Regions from separate parts of the Nomascus leucogenys genome. Here region 2 is linked to region 1. Evidence: chromatin contacts called from public Hi-C data. All regions are on one chromosome and are shown on one strand. Each heading gives the region's core, a stretch centred on a gene start, on an enhancer-like site or on the middle of the called end of the contact. The rest is flanking DNA. Distances are from core to core; before and after follow the strand shown. Region 1 holds the start of DDT (D-dopachrome decarboxylase). Region 2 overlaps LOC115835864 (glutathione S-transferase theta-3-like).

Region 1 (7,022 bases), core at 1,387-3,886:
CAATACGGTAGCCTCGGTGTGTGTGCCGTACACTCTATCATCTCCATCAGTTTGTGTACTGAGGGGCACCCTGCCTCCTAATTGCAGGCTCCCTAAGGGCACAGTACCTCAGCCACCTGTTTTCTCAAAGGCTGAGCACAGGGTGACCCCCCGCCCCACCAACCCCGCCACTAATGTCTGTGCCATAAGTGAACATGCCCCTGTCAGAGGTAACAGCAAGTTTCCAGTGAGGAACACCAGAACTTGGGATAGCCTGGCTGGGGGCGTCGGGAATATGAACAGCGTCAGTCTTGTCATCATAAAATTGGCATAATGGAGATTATCTACCTCATGGGGATAGCATGTCTTGTCTGCGCAAAGGGAGAGTGGACAGGGATTGTAAGGATCAAATGGGATCATGAGTGTAAAGTACCTGTAGAGTACCTAGCACATGGTAAGCACTTGTATAACACTTGTTGTTAGAGTAACAGTTTTCCCTCAGTATCCGTGGGAGATTTGTTCTAGGATCCCCAGAGGAAACCAGAATCTACATTTGCTCAAGTCCCTTACATAAAATGGTGTAATATTTGCATATAAACTACACACATCCTCTCATATACTTTAAATAATCTCTGGGTTACTTATAATACCTAATATAATGTACATACTATGGAAATAGTTGTATTGTTTAGAGAATAATGACAAGGAAAAAAGTCTGTACATATTTTCAGTATAGATGCAACTATCGTTTTTTTTCCTCTGATATTTCAATCCATGGTTGTTTGAATCAACAGATGTGGAACCCAGTGACACAGGGGGCTGACTGTATTATTCCTCTGTAGCTTGAGGGAGGACCCAGCAGGATCAGCCATTCCTCATCGGCCTTCATGGACTAGCAAAGGCTCCATTTCAGAAGGTCTTTTTTTCTGAGCCAAGGTCTCACTGCCACCCAGGCTGGGGTGCAATGCGCAATCATAGCTCACTGCAGCCTCAACCTCCTGGGCTGAAACCCTCTTCCAATTCAGCCTGCCAACTAAGTGAGACTACAGGTGCACATCACCATGTCTGGTTAATTTTTAAAACTGTTTTGAGGGATGGCATCTCACTATGTTACCCAGACTGGTCTGCAACTCCTGGTTCAAATGGACCTCCCGCCTTGGTCTCCCAAAGTGCTGGGATTACAGGCATGAGTGCCACCATGCCTGGACAGTGTCCTTTTCAAGCTTCTCATGCCCTTACTTCCTCCTAGGCATGGATGTGGCTCAAGAATATCTTTTACCCAAGAGGAAACTTTAACTCGGTCACAGAACGCCAGGTTTGGGTTGTAGAGTCTTCTTGTGGGGGAGGGAGGTCTTTTCCCCTGTTTTCACAGAAGAGAAGGTTGCCAACTGGAGATGGTTCATTTCCAAGTTTGTCTGGGGTCCCCCAGCTATGCAGGACCCAGAAAGCAGATGTCTAGACATCCAGGCCAGTGCTCTTTCACTACTCTGTGAGTCTCCCGTGAACCTCACCTGGAACCTGGTTGGGACATAGGTCCAAAATACGTAACTTTAGAACATACCCAGAATTCCTTCTGACCAGCCTGGCAAAGTTCTAGAAAATCACACTTCAGCCACGTGTACCCACCCTGTCAGGTGCCAAAGCAGGTACAGCACACAGACAATCCCACATGACCCTTGCACTGCCCCGGGGGATGTTAAAAGGGAGTCTTCCGGGTTCACAGACTTACACGCTGAGGAGCAGAGCCAGAAATTCATTCAATCCTGCTCGCACTTTGAAGATGGTCCTAACAGCAGGAACCTAAGGGGTCAGGAAGCCCCAAAGCCCCAGACCCTGATGTGTCCTTACTGGGCAGGGCAAGAAATGGGTTTTTTCCCCTGAGGCAGGATCACTGGCTCCAGTCTGCGGCAGTCCCACATGGATCACCTGCTACCCCTACGCACCGGTCCTGGCCCAGGGCTAGCTCCTTGGTGAGAAACTCAAAGAAGTGGGCGCTGTGGCTGCGGTTGTCCTCGGCGGTGCCCACTACGCCGATGGAGGAGACGGACAGCTGCGCGCAGGGCTCGGTGGACCCGTTCAGCGCCATGGCCAGGCCCGGCCGTACCGTCACGTTCACGCGCTGAGGGAGACATGAAAAGTTTTGCCCGAAGCTGGAGCCGGCCGGGCTACCTCTGGGGACCGGACCCGAGCGCGTGAAAGCCGAAACGCGCAGTGTTCGCGGGGACAGGGATCCCGGTACAGGCCGAGGTCCCTGAAGGTCACGTCCGGGTCATGACTGGGGAGGGCGACAAGGGAAAGACATGCGGAGGGGGAGCCGCGGGATCGTGGAGCACGGAAAGTCAGAGCTTGGCGTGAGGAAAGGAGTGGAGAGTGGTCCCTGGGGAAAAGATTCGGGGTCACTGTCGGGGAGGCGGAGCAGGGACGGCCGGACCCCTGGCCCACCAACCTCCCCTCGCCCCTTGCTGCCCGGCCCACGCTCACGTCCGCAGGTTTGCCCAGGATGGAGGCAGCGGCGGCGCAGAGTCGTTTCTCCAGCCCCGCGGGCACTCGGTTGGCGGGCAAATTCGTGTCCAGCTCTAGGAACGGCATGGCGGGCAGAGGAACGGAAACAGCTCTGGCGGAAAAAAAGCTGGGGGTACCGAAGGCTCGCGGACCAGGGAGGAGCGGCGAGGCGCCACAGCCACCTGGCTTCTCATTGGCTGGACAGAGACTCGGCGCTCCCCGATTGGCTGCCCAGGGTACATCCCGCTTCTGCAAACAAAAGTCACGTGTGCCGGCTCTGATTTCCGGAAGTCCCATCGTCTCCGCCCTACGTGTAGCCCCACCCACTACAGGTCTTTAACCCGGTAGTGGCCCCACCCAGTCTCTTCCCCGACCTTCCTGCCTGGCGCCAGGTGGATTTCCCTCTCAAGCTTGCAGCGCTATGGTCGCCTGGTTCCTAGCCCTATTAGAGGTCTGAACACCCCTAACACAACAAGGACACACACACACCTATGGGGGTCTTCCCCAGGCTCGACCCTAATAACCAATACAACGGGAGCTTAAAAGGTTTTTGAATGATTTGCCACCATTTCGAAGTCAGGCAATTTCATGTTCAGTATGGAAATCTGCGCTTGGGCAGTCAGGAGATGTGGTTACTCGTGGGGGCGCGGGTAGGGCTAGGCAGGGCCCTTGGGCTCACGACAATACCTGTCCCTGCCTGGTCGCCACTGACATCTGCCTGTGTAGCCTCTTGTGCCGGTGGTGAGCCACTGTCCACCAGGGGATGGCAAAATATGTTATTTAAAACATGGAAAGGCTTGGCACGGTAGCTCACGCCTGTAATCCCAGCACTTAGCGAGGTCCAGGCGGGCGGATCACCTGAGGTCAGGAGTTCGAGACCAGCCTGGCCAACATGGCGAAACCCCGTCTCTACTAAAGATACAAAAATTAGCAGGGCATAGTGGCGGGTCCTGTAATCCCAGCTGCTCGGGAGGCTGAGGCAGGAGAATCGCTTGAACCGGGTAGGCGGAGGTTGCAGTGAGCCGAGATCACGCCATTGCACTCCAGCCTGGGCGACAGAGCGAGATTCCATCTCAAAAAAAACACCAAAAAGCATGGAACTCTGTTGGTGTGGCTTAAACATGAGTCTGTGGTCGGTGTGGCAAAATCACTTGAATTGTACATTTCAAATATGATTGAAGTTGTGGTCAAGCAATGTGGCTTACACCTGTAATCTCAGCACTTTGGGAGGCTAAGAAGGGAGGATTGTGTGAGCCCAGGAGTTCAAGATCAGGCTAGGCAACATAGCAAGATTCTCTTCTTTGTTTTCTACAAAAAAAAAAAAAAAAAAAAAATCTGGGTGCTGTGGTGTGTGCCTGTAGTCCTAGCTACCTGGGCGGCTGAGGCAGGAGGATTGCTTGAGTGCAGGAGATCTAGGCTGCAGTGAGCTATGACTGTGCCACTGCACTCCACGCCAGATGACAGAGTGAGACCCAGGCTCCCCCCTCCCCCGCAAAAGAGATAGGAAAAATTTGTACGTTTATATGTACAATTTCAACTACATGTATAAAATTCTCTATAAGTGTGCATACTTAAAGGAGCCTCCACTGAAAAGGCCGACAGAGCCTCTGTCTGTCATGATCTTGTGCTATTAGCAGTTTATTAGATGACTCAGATATCAGAAGATCTGAGACACACGACAGGAAAATATGACAGTCCTAAGGGGAGAGGGCAGGGACCGGTGGCAAGTCTGGGACCAGGTGTGGGGCGTGGACAAGCCAGTGGTCAAGGAGTGGGGTGTAGAGAAGACTGTGGTCAATGTTAGGAGGAGGTATGGGAGAGGGCCAGGAAATAATGAGGGACTTCCCTTCCTGCAAGGAGGTTCATGAACCAGCCCTGCACCCCACTTGTGGGACACAACATCGCCCCACAGTGAGGAGAGAGACCAGGAGACCAAGGCTGATCCTGATTCAGACATCTTTCCACCAGGTCACCCCTCATCTATGATACATGCTCAGTCCGGGGGTATCCCCCGCAAGGAAACACTGGGGCTGACGAGCCCGGAGAGGTCACCTGACCTGGACTGAGGCTGGGGAGGTCAGGGAAGTCTCCCTGGAGAAGAGACAGGGTGCCAAATGCCAAAAGACCAGGAAGGTCACCAGGCGAAGAAGATGAGGAGGGAACAGCATGAGCAGAGGCCAAGAGGCCAAGGTGGGAGCCCGGAGAGGGGTATAAGAGTGTGCAGGCAGAAGGGGCCACCTGGAGGAGTGGGAGCAAGGCCTTGAATGCAAAGTTCAATGACTTGTACTTTAGCTTCTGGGCAGTGAGGAACCATAGAAAGTTCCACACAGAAGGACAGGGTCAAGTAAGTGTTTGCCAAAGCTGTTTTCAGAGGTCACATGGAAGCTAGAATGGAATGGGGTAGGAGACAAAAGGAATGCAGGCATGATATCTGGAGGAACTGTGGACCAGAGCCTTTGCAGATAACCAAGGAGACAGATAGCTCCATGTCTTTATTCTACCAACATAGCATCCCCTCAGTGGCTCAGCAAGTCTGGGACATGCACTCACAGCAAGAAAAGCTGCATTAAGGTCTTCAGATTCTCTTTAACAGCAGGTTCTACTGGAGGCAGGTCCTTGGCCTTCAGGACAGCCGCGAGGGCCTCCTGGAAGAGGTCCTCCCCCACTGCAGCCTCCACGTGTTGGGCGCCATGCTGCCATCGTGGGTCTGCTTTCAAAGACTCAGCAGCCAGCACTGATGGGCTAGGGGAAGACAGAGTCAGCGGAGGGGCTGGGCATAGCCAAGTGTAAGGCAGCATGACCTGCTTTAGGGGTTCTCTGATTGGATTTTCTCTCCTCCACCATGTGTGTGATGGGCTAGGATGTCCCCATCCCTGGGGACACTTGGAAGCCTCTTAATACAGCTGCGGTGAGGGGTTTGTACAGCCCCATTTTATAGATGAGGACACTGAGGCTCAGAAGGAGAAGTGACTCACACAGGGTCCCACAGCCAGAAAAGACAACATGAGGTGGGATGTCAGCTCCCTTCCCGGATACACCACTGCCCAGCGGGCCACCCCACCCCATGGCATTCTCATGCATCAGCTCCGTGATTGCCACCAAGTCAGCCACAGAGATATGGGACCCAGTAAGGAAGGCCTGGTCCCGCAGGAACTTGTCCTCAGGCAGCTGCAGGCATCCATCCAGCTCAGCCAAAGTGGCCGCCAACATCTCTGGTGGCACTGACTCACCCAGGAACACAGGGATTATTATCTGGTGGGCCGACAGGCAGAGAGAGGGGTCAGGGTCTGCCCAAAGCCCATCCTGGTTCCCACCCTCATCCTATCACCACCAGTCCTTGGGATTTCTGCTCACCCCTGCTCACTTCTTTCCACTTACAGCCACCAGTAGCCCTCATCTCCTACTCAAACAGGGACAGCCTCCCCTTCTCCCTGGGTCTTCACACAAGGCAACCAGTGGGATCTTTCTGCATTCTCAATCTGCCCATACTCTCCCTGGCATAAAGCCTTCCATGGCTCCCCACTGCCCTCATGAGAAAGGCCTCAACACAAAGCCAGCCTTCTCCAGTGCAGTAGCCATCCCCTGCCCACATTTCACCTCGCCTCCTACTACCCCCCACTTATCAAATGGGAATGTGTGTATGAATCCTCCCTGGAATCTGGTTACAGTTTGTGCTCTCAATCGGTAAGGTCAAGTGGGGCCTGAGCCTCTGCATTTCCAACAAGCTCCTGGTGACACTGATACTCCCAGTCCACTGACCACACTTTGGATAGGAAGAGTCTACACTCGCTCTACTCAGCTTCTCTCCATTCTGTCCTCAAACACACCACGCTTCCTTCCCCACCAGCTGGAGGGGGCTCTGCTCCCAGGCCCCAGAGGTCAAGGCAGACACAGTTAAGGTGTGGAAACCTCCTTATTGCCCAGTGGATTCTCCAGAGAGGCGGTCCCTTACTTTCAGCAGGGCGCGTGTCTACCTGTTTCATGCTCTCTCACACACAGGGTGCCACCCCCATGCTGGGCACTGGGTAAGTGCTCTGTACATGTTAATTAGGAGTACTCATTTCAAAAACATGTGCACCTTTGATAAATAAAAACAGTATGTGCATGTTGTGTTGGTGTGTGCTTACTTGATTATTACTGAAGTTAAACATGTTTTCATCCATGTATTGACCATTTCTCTTTGTCCTTCAATGAAACCTCTGCTGATTTCCTTTGCTCATTTTTTTCCTGTCTCTTCGTCTCATGAGTTTCTCCTCTTTTTGTTTGTTCGTTTGTTTGTTTTGAGACAGTCTCGCTCAGTGGCCCGGCTGGAGTGCAGTGGTGTGATCTCAGCTCACTGCAACCTCTGCCTCCAAGGTTCAAGTGATTCTCCTGTCTCAGCCTCCCGAGTGTGCCACCGCACCCAGCTAATTTTTGTATTTTTAGTAGAGACGGGGTTTCACCGTGTTGCCCAGGCTGGTCTCAAGCTCCCGACCTCAATGATCTGCCCACCTCTGCCTCCCAAAGTTCAGGGATTACAGGCGTGAACCACCACACCCCAC
Region 2 (6,415 bases), core at 2,745-5,244, 51 kb after region 1:
TGAGGAGGGTGCCAGGCCTTGAAGGATGGGGACTTCACCTTGGCTGAGAGGTAACCGGTCCCTGGGCTGCTGCCGGGCCTTGTGGGGCTAGTCAGTCGGCTGTCTGTTCACTGTTGATGGCTTGGATCATGGACTGTGGGCCCTGCACCAGCCCCAGGGTGAAGAATGGGCTGAGGCAGGCAGAGGTGCCCAGTGTTGAGAAGGGCTATAGAAGTCCTCTCCTGCATTGTACAAGTGAGGAAACTGAGGCTGGAGGAGGGGAGGGACTTGCACAAGGCCACAGGGCCCAGTTTGCTTCCGGGCCTCCTCACCGCCAGCCTTGCCCTCCGAAAAAAGGAGAGTGCTAAGTTTCGAGGAGCGGTTGTACCAGGCATCTTAGTGCTACCATTTTGCCCACAAATCCTGTGGGGCAAGTGCTGTTTCCCTGGAGAGTCGAGGGACTACTCAGCGAGCTTCAGTGGCTATTTGCTAAACATCCACCAGGGCCAGACCCCATTTAAGCCCTGGGGCTTGAGCAGCGAACATGTCTACACCTTTCTCCTCATGGAGCTCACATTCCATTAATAGAAGGGGGAGCTGACAGTAACCCAATATAAACATGTAACATATTGAATGTTGATGGATGCCATGGAAAAAATAAACAGGGTAAGAGTGGGGGTGTGTGTCATTATGAGTAGGATGCTGAGGGAAGACTCCCTGGAGGAGGTGGCATCTGAGCAGAGAGCCGTAGGAATGTGCAAGGCATGAGGGGAAGGGTGATCTGGCTGCAGGGAAGAATGAGGGCGAAGGCTCCAGGTGGGACAATGCATGGGGTTCAGACTGGAGAGCAACGGGCCAGAGCGGGTGCAGTGAGCAGGAGGAGCAGGAGGTCACGACAGAGGGGAGCATGGGACACTGGGAAGGCTTTGGCTCTTACCGCAGGTGGACTGAGTCGCTGGAGGGTTTTGAGCAGAGGAGAACTGTGATCTGACTTACGTCGTAAAGGATCCCCCTGGCAGGGGTGAGAAAGCCACTGCAGTCATCTGGGATGCAGCGCTGGAGCACCAGACCAAGGTGGTGGTGGTGCAGGGTTGCGGGGGATTGTGGTCGGTTCTGACTTTTGTTGAAACTCTAACTGCAGGGTTTGCTGCAGGGTTGGAGGTGGGAGGGAAAAATGAAAGCCAAAACCGGCCTCCAGGTTGGTGGCTGCATGGTGGCGTCCTTTACCGAGGCCACACAGTGCCTCTGTGGTGGAGCTGGATTCACGTTCAGAGCCTGGGATCACTGGATGGTCCAACACCCATAGAGGCATGAGGAGCTCTGGGGGTCAGATTGCACAGCCCTTCACCATAGATGAACAAGAGATGGGACAGGGTGGGAAGCAATGCTGCCATGTCACCTGGAAGGCTCTCTCCCTGCTGGCCTTGCTCCTGGCCCTGTCCATGCTTTGGATATGTTGGGGAGATACCCAACTTGCTCTCGTTCTTCAGACTCACACTGGGTACCCCTTCCTCCTGGAAGCCTTCCCTGAGCCCCTGCTGAAGTTCATGACATTTTGTTTCTTACTTGCTGCCCTTAGTTGAGATGATAGTCTGGCCCCGTGTAGGGCTGTGTGACCCTGGGCAGTTAACTTACCTCTCTGAGCCTCACATCCCTCCTCTGCATCATGGGGACAGTGAAAATGCCCTAGAAAATGGCTGAAGTGTTCAAGGCATGTCTTCTGCCCCCACCATGTCCCCCCAGTGTGGCTATCTTGCTGTGTATGAACTGCATGTACAAAGCGCCTGACCACTGGTACCCCCAGGACCTGCAGGCCCGCGCCTGTGGGGATGAGTACCTGTCATGGCAGCACATGGCCCTGCAGAGTAGCTGCTGCTGGGTCATGTGGCAGAAGGCGAGCCATGGAGGGCAGGGACACCTCCCAAGATGCCAAGGGATGCTGCTTTCACTTTACAAAATCCTGTTTAGACCTGAGACCAAATCCTGGAATGCCAGAGACTGCCTAATTCATCCAACTTGTTTCATAGAGGGGAAACCAAGGACCAGAGCCAAGGAATGATTCCCCTAATGTGCCTTAATTCCAGAGCTATGAGCAGTTAATCCTATACTCTTCTGCATACTCTAGGTTGCCTGGGAGTCTTGCCTTTGAGGGGAGAAAACAAACAAACCCTCACTTTGCTACAGACGTAATTCCTAGATGGAGAGGTATGAAGTGAAAAAAGTCAAACTAGGAAGAAGTGAGGAGACATTTCAATAAATGTTTGTCCGATGTCTCGGTATGAAAGGACTTTCTAACCCTGAGAACAGTGGGAGAACTCAACAGAGAAACAACCAGTACATGCCAGCTGTGGTAGCTCACACCTGTAATTCCAGCACTTTGGGAGGCCGAGGCGGGCAGATCACCTGAGATCGGGAGTTTGAGACCAGCCGGACCAACATGGAGAAACCCCGTCTCTACTAAAAATACAAAATTAGCCGGGTCTGGTGTCGCATGCCTGTAATCCCAGCTACTTGGGAGGCTGAGTCAGGAGAATTGCTTGAATCTCGGAGGCGGAGATTGCAGTCAGCTGAGATCACGCCATTGAACTCCAGCCTCGGCAACAAGAGCAAAACTCTGTCTCAAAAAAATAAACAAACAAAAAAACATATACAAGGACATGTTGTGTAAGAAAAAATGGATTAAACATAAAATAAGCAAAAAACCGGGAAGGATCTTGGTGAAAAACATGTCAGAAAGAAGTAACGTTCTTTTTTTTTTTTTTTTGAGACGGAGTCTCGCTCTGTCTCCCAGGCTGGAGTGCAGTGGCGAAATCTCGGCTCACTGCAACCTCCACCTCCCGGGTTCACGCCATTCTCCTGCCTCAGCCTCTCCGAGTAGCTGGGACTACAGGCGCCCGCCACCACGCCCGGCTAATTTTTTTGTATTTTTAGTAGAGACGGGGTTTCACCGTGGTCTCGATCTCCTGACCTCATGATCCGCCCGCCTCGGCCTCCCAAAGTGCTGGGATTACAAGCGTGAGCCACCACGCCCGGCCTAGTAATGTTCTTTAAGGTGCTCTTAGAAACCCTTAAGACAGGCCTGGTATGGTGGCTCACCCCTGTAATCCCAGCATTTTGGGAGGTCAAGGTGGGCAGATCACTTGAGGTCAGGAGTTTGAGAGCAGCCTGGGCAACATGATGAAACCCCGTCTATATTAAAAATACAAAAATTAGTTGGGTGCGGTGGCACACTCAGGAGGCTGAGACAGGAGAATCACTTGAACCTGGGAGATGGAGGTTGCAGTGAGCTGAGATCATACCACTGCACTCAAGCTCCACTTAGAGCGAGACTGTCTCAAAAACAAAGAAAAATAAGAGAAACCCATCAGACAAAGAGACAGGAAAAAAATGAGTCATAGCTCACTGCAGCCTAGATCTCCTGGGCTCAAGCGATCCTCCTGCCTCAACCGCCCAGGTAGCTAGAACTACAGGCGCACACCACAACACTGGGATTTTTTTTTTTTTTTTTTTGGAGAAAATAAAGAAGGGAATCTTGCTATGTTGCCTAGCCTGGTCTTGAACTCCTGGGCTCAAGCAATCCTCCCTTCTTGGCCTCCCAAAGTGCTGAGATTACAGATGTCAGCCACTTTGCCTGACCACAATTTCAATCATATTTAAAATGTACAATTCAAGTGATTTTGCCACAATAACCACAGACTCATGTTTAAGCCATACCAAGAGATTTCCATGTTTTAAATAACATATTTTGCCACCCCCTGGTGGACAGTGGCTCACCACCGGCACAAGCTACATAGGCAGTCAATGGGGACCAGGCGGGGACGGGAAATGTCGTGAACCCAACGGTCCCTGCCCAGCCCCACCCGCGTCCGCAACGTGTAACCACATCTCCTGACTGCCCAAGAGAAGCGCAGATTTCCATACTGAACATGAAATTGCCCGACTTCGAAATGGTGACAAATCATTAAAAAAAATTTTAAACTCACGTTGCATTGGTTATTAGGGTCGAACTTGGGGAAGACCCCTACTGGTGTGTGTGTGTCTGTGTGTTAGGGGTGTTCAGACCTTTAATAGGGCTAGGAACCAGGCGACCACAGCACGGAAAGCTTGAGGAGAGGGAAACCCACCAGACGCCAGGCAGGAGGATGAGGGAAGAGACAGGCTGGGGCCACTACCCAGTTAAAAACTTGTAGTGGGTGGGGCTACACGTAGGGCGGAGACGACGGGATTACCGGAAATCAGAGCCGGCACACGTGACTTTTGTTTGCAGAAGTGGGAAGGTACCCTAGGCAGCCAATCGGGGAGCGCTGAGTCTCTGTCCAGCCAATGAGAAGCCAGTTTGTTTTAGCACCTCGCCCCTCCTTCCCGGTCCGCGATCCTCGGGTACCCAGCGCTTTTTCTCTGCCAGAGCTGTTTCCGTTCTTCTGCCCGCCATGCCGTTCCTAGAGCTGCACACGAATTTGCCCGCCAACTGAGTGCCCGCGGGGCTGGAGAAACGGCTGTGCGCCGCCGCTGCCTCCATCTTGGGCAAATCTGCGGACGTGAGCCTGGGCCGGGCAGCACGGGGCGAGGGGAAGTTGGTGGGCCAGGGGTCCGGCCCTGTCCCTGCTCCATCTCCCCACCAGCAACCCCGACCCCTTTCTCCAGGGACCACCCCCCACCCCCCACCCCATTCCGCACGCCAAGCTCTGACTTTCCGTGCTCCACGATCCCGCGGCTCCCCCTCCGCACGTCTTTCCCTTGTCGCCCTCCCCAGTCATGACCCGGACGTGACCTTCAGGGACCTCGGCCTGTACCGGGATCCCTGTACCCGCGAACACTGCGCGTTTCGGCTTTCGCGCGCTCGGGTCGGGACCCCAGAGGTAGCCCGACCGGCTCCAGCTTCGGGTAAAACTTTTCATGTTCCCCTCAGCGCGTGAACGTGACGATACGGCCGGGCCTGGCCATGGCGCTGAGCGGGTCCACCGAGCCCTGCGCGCAGCTGTCCATCTCCATCGGCGTAGTGGGCACCGCCGAGGACAACCGCAGCCACAGGGCCCACTTCTTTGAGTTTCTCACCAAGGAGCTAGCCCTGGGCCAGGACCGGTGCGCCGGGGTAGTAGGCCCGGAATATTATTCTAAAACAATCAGAGCACTCCATTCCTGCTAACAGTTTAAAGCCAAGCACCTAGGCATGCCATTTAGGCTTCTGAATGACTGGATCTTGACCAGGAGAGCTGCTGTCTAGGTTTTCTCCTGACCAGTTCCTCAAGAGAAATGCAAAACTAGTGATTAACAGTAAGAGTCAGGCCGGGCGTGGTGGCTCACGTCCGTAATCCCAGCACTTTGGGAGGCCGAGGCGGGCGGATCATGAGGTCAGGAGATGGAGACCATCCTAACACGGTGAAACTCCGTCTCTACTAAAAATACAAAAAACTAGCCGGACGTGGTGGTGGGCGCCTGTAGTCCCAGCTACTAGGGAGGCAGAGGCAGGAGAATGGCGTGAACCCGGGAGGCGGAACTTGCAGTGAGCCGAGATTGCGCTACTGCACTCCAGCCCGGGCGACAAAGCGAGACTCTGTCTCAAAAAAATACCAAAAAACAAGCAAAACAAAACAAAACAAAAACAATAAGAGTCCAGTGGCTTATGCCTGTAATTCCAGTACTTTGGGAGGCCGAGGAAGGCAGATCACCTGTGGTTGGGAGTTCGAGACCAGCCTGACCAACATGGAGAAACCCTGTCTCTACTACAAATACAAAATTAGCTGGGCGTGGTGGTGCATGCCTGTAATCCCAGCTACTCAGAAGGCTGAGGCAGGAGAATCACTTTAACCCGGGAGGCAGAGGTTGTGGTGAGCCGAGATTGCACCACTGAACTCCAGCCTGGGCAACAAGAGCAAAACTCCTCAAAAAAAAAAAAAAAAAAAAAAAAAACACACACACACACACACACACACACACACCGAAAAACCAGTAAGGGTCATGTCCTGAGAGGCTAACTCAGCCGACTATTGGGTCACCATGCCTACAGCCAACAAATGTGGGATGCTGCTGGGCCCTGAGCGGTCAGATAAACTACTTTCTCTGGTAATTAGAAGGCTACAGGAAATGTTTTGTTTTGGGTTTCTTTGTGTATTTTTAGAGACAGGATCTTGTTCTGTTGCCCCAGGCTGGAGTGCTATGGCTCAATCAGAGCTCACTGCAGCGTCGAACTCCTGGGCTCAAGCAATCCTCCCACCTCAGCCTCCCGAGTAGCTAGAACTACAGGCATGCACCACCATGCCTGACTAATTAAAAAAAAAAATTTCTTTTGGCTGCATGCGGTGGCTTGGCACCTGTAATCCCAGCACTTTGTGAGGTAGAGGCTTGAGCACAGGAGTGCAGGGCTAGCCTGGGCAACATGGCAAGACCCTGTCTCTACAAAAATAAAAAAGAAATTAGCTGGGTGTGGTGGGGTGCA

What was found. A called contact is a pair of places that touch in the nucleus more often than the background predicts.
Region 2: a Hi-C map of a lymphoblastoid cell line shows a contact between it and region 1, with 2.3 times the contacts expected there. The contact joins the enhancer-like site here to the promoter of DDT in region 1. A contact is called at or near these places in 2 of 4 Hi-C or Micro-C datasets (a lymphoblastoid cell line and an unstated tissue).

The regions. Positions count from the first base shown.
Region 1 is chr7b:50,906,445-50,913,466 of Asia_NLE_v1, forward strand. It overlaps DDT (D-dopachrome decarboxylase), which reads right to left and starts at 2,637. Exons shown (of 4, transcript XM_030815973.1): 1 at 2,461-2,637; 2 at 1,923-2,098. The coding sequence starts at 2,568. It also overlaps the pseudogene LOC115835863.
Region 2 is chr7b:50,956,132-50,962,546 of Asia_NLE_v1, forward strand. LOC115835864 (glutathione S-transferase theta-3-like) reads left to right here. Exons shown (of 5, transcript XM_030815170.1): 2 at 1-14; 3 at 16-50; 4 at 1,723-1,873; 5 at 2,105-2,128. The coding sequence ends at 2,128. It also overlaps the pseudogene LOC100581919. Among named protein-coding and RNA genes, the nearest start is that of CABIN1, 37 kb to the right of the region's middle. Within about 2 kb of position 3,995, the one cell type or tissue checked has an H3K27ac peak away from gene starts, as active enhancers do. A contact at or near this core is called in a lymphoblastoid cell line, where this site is marked.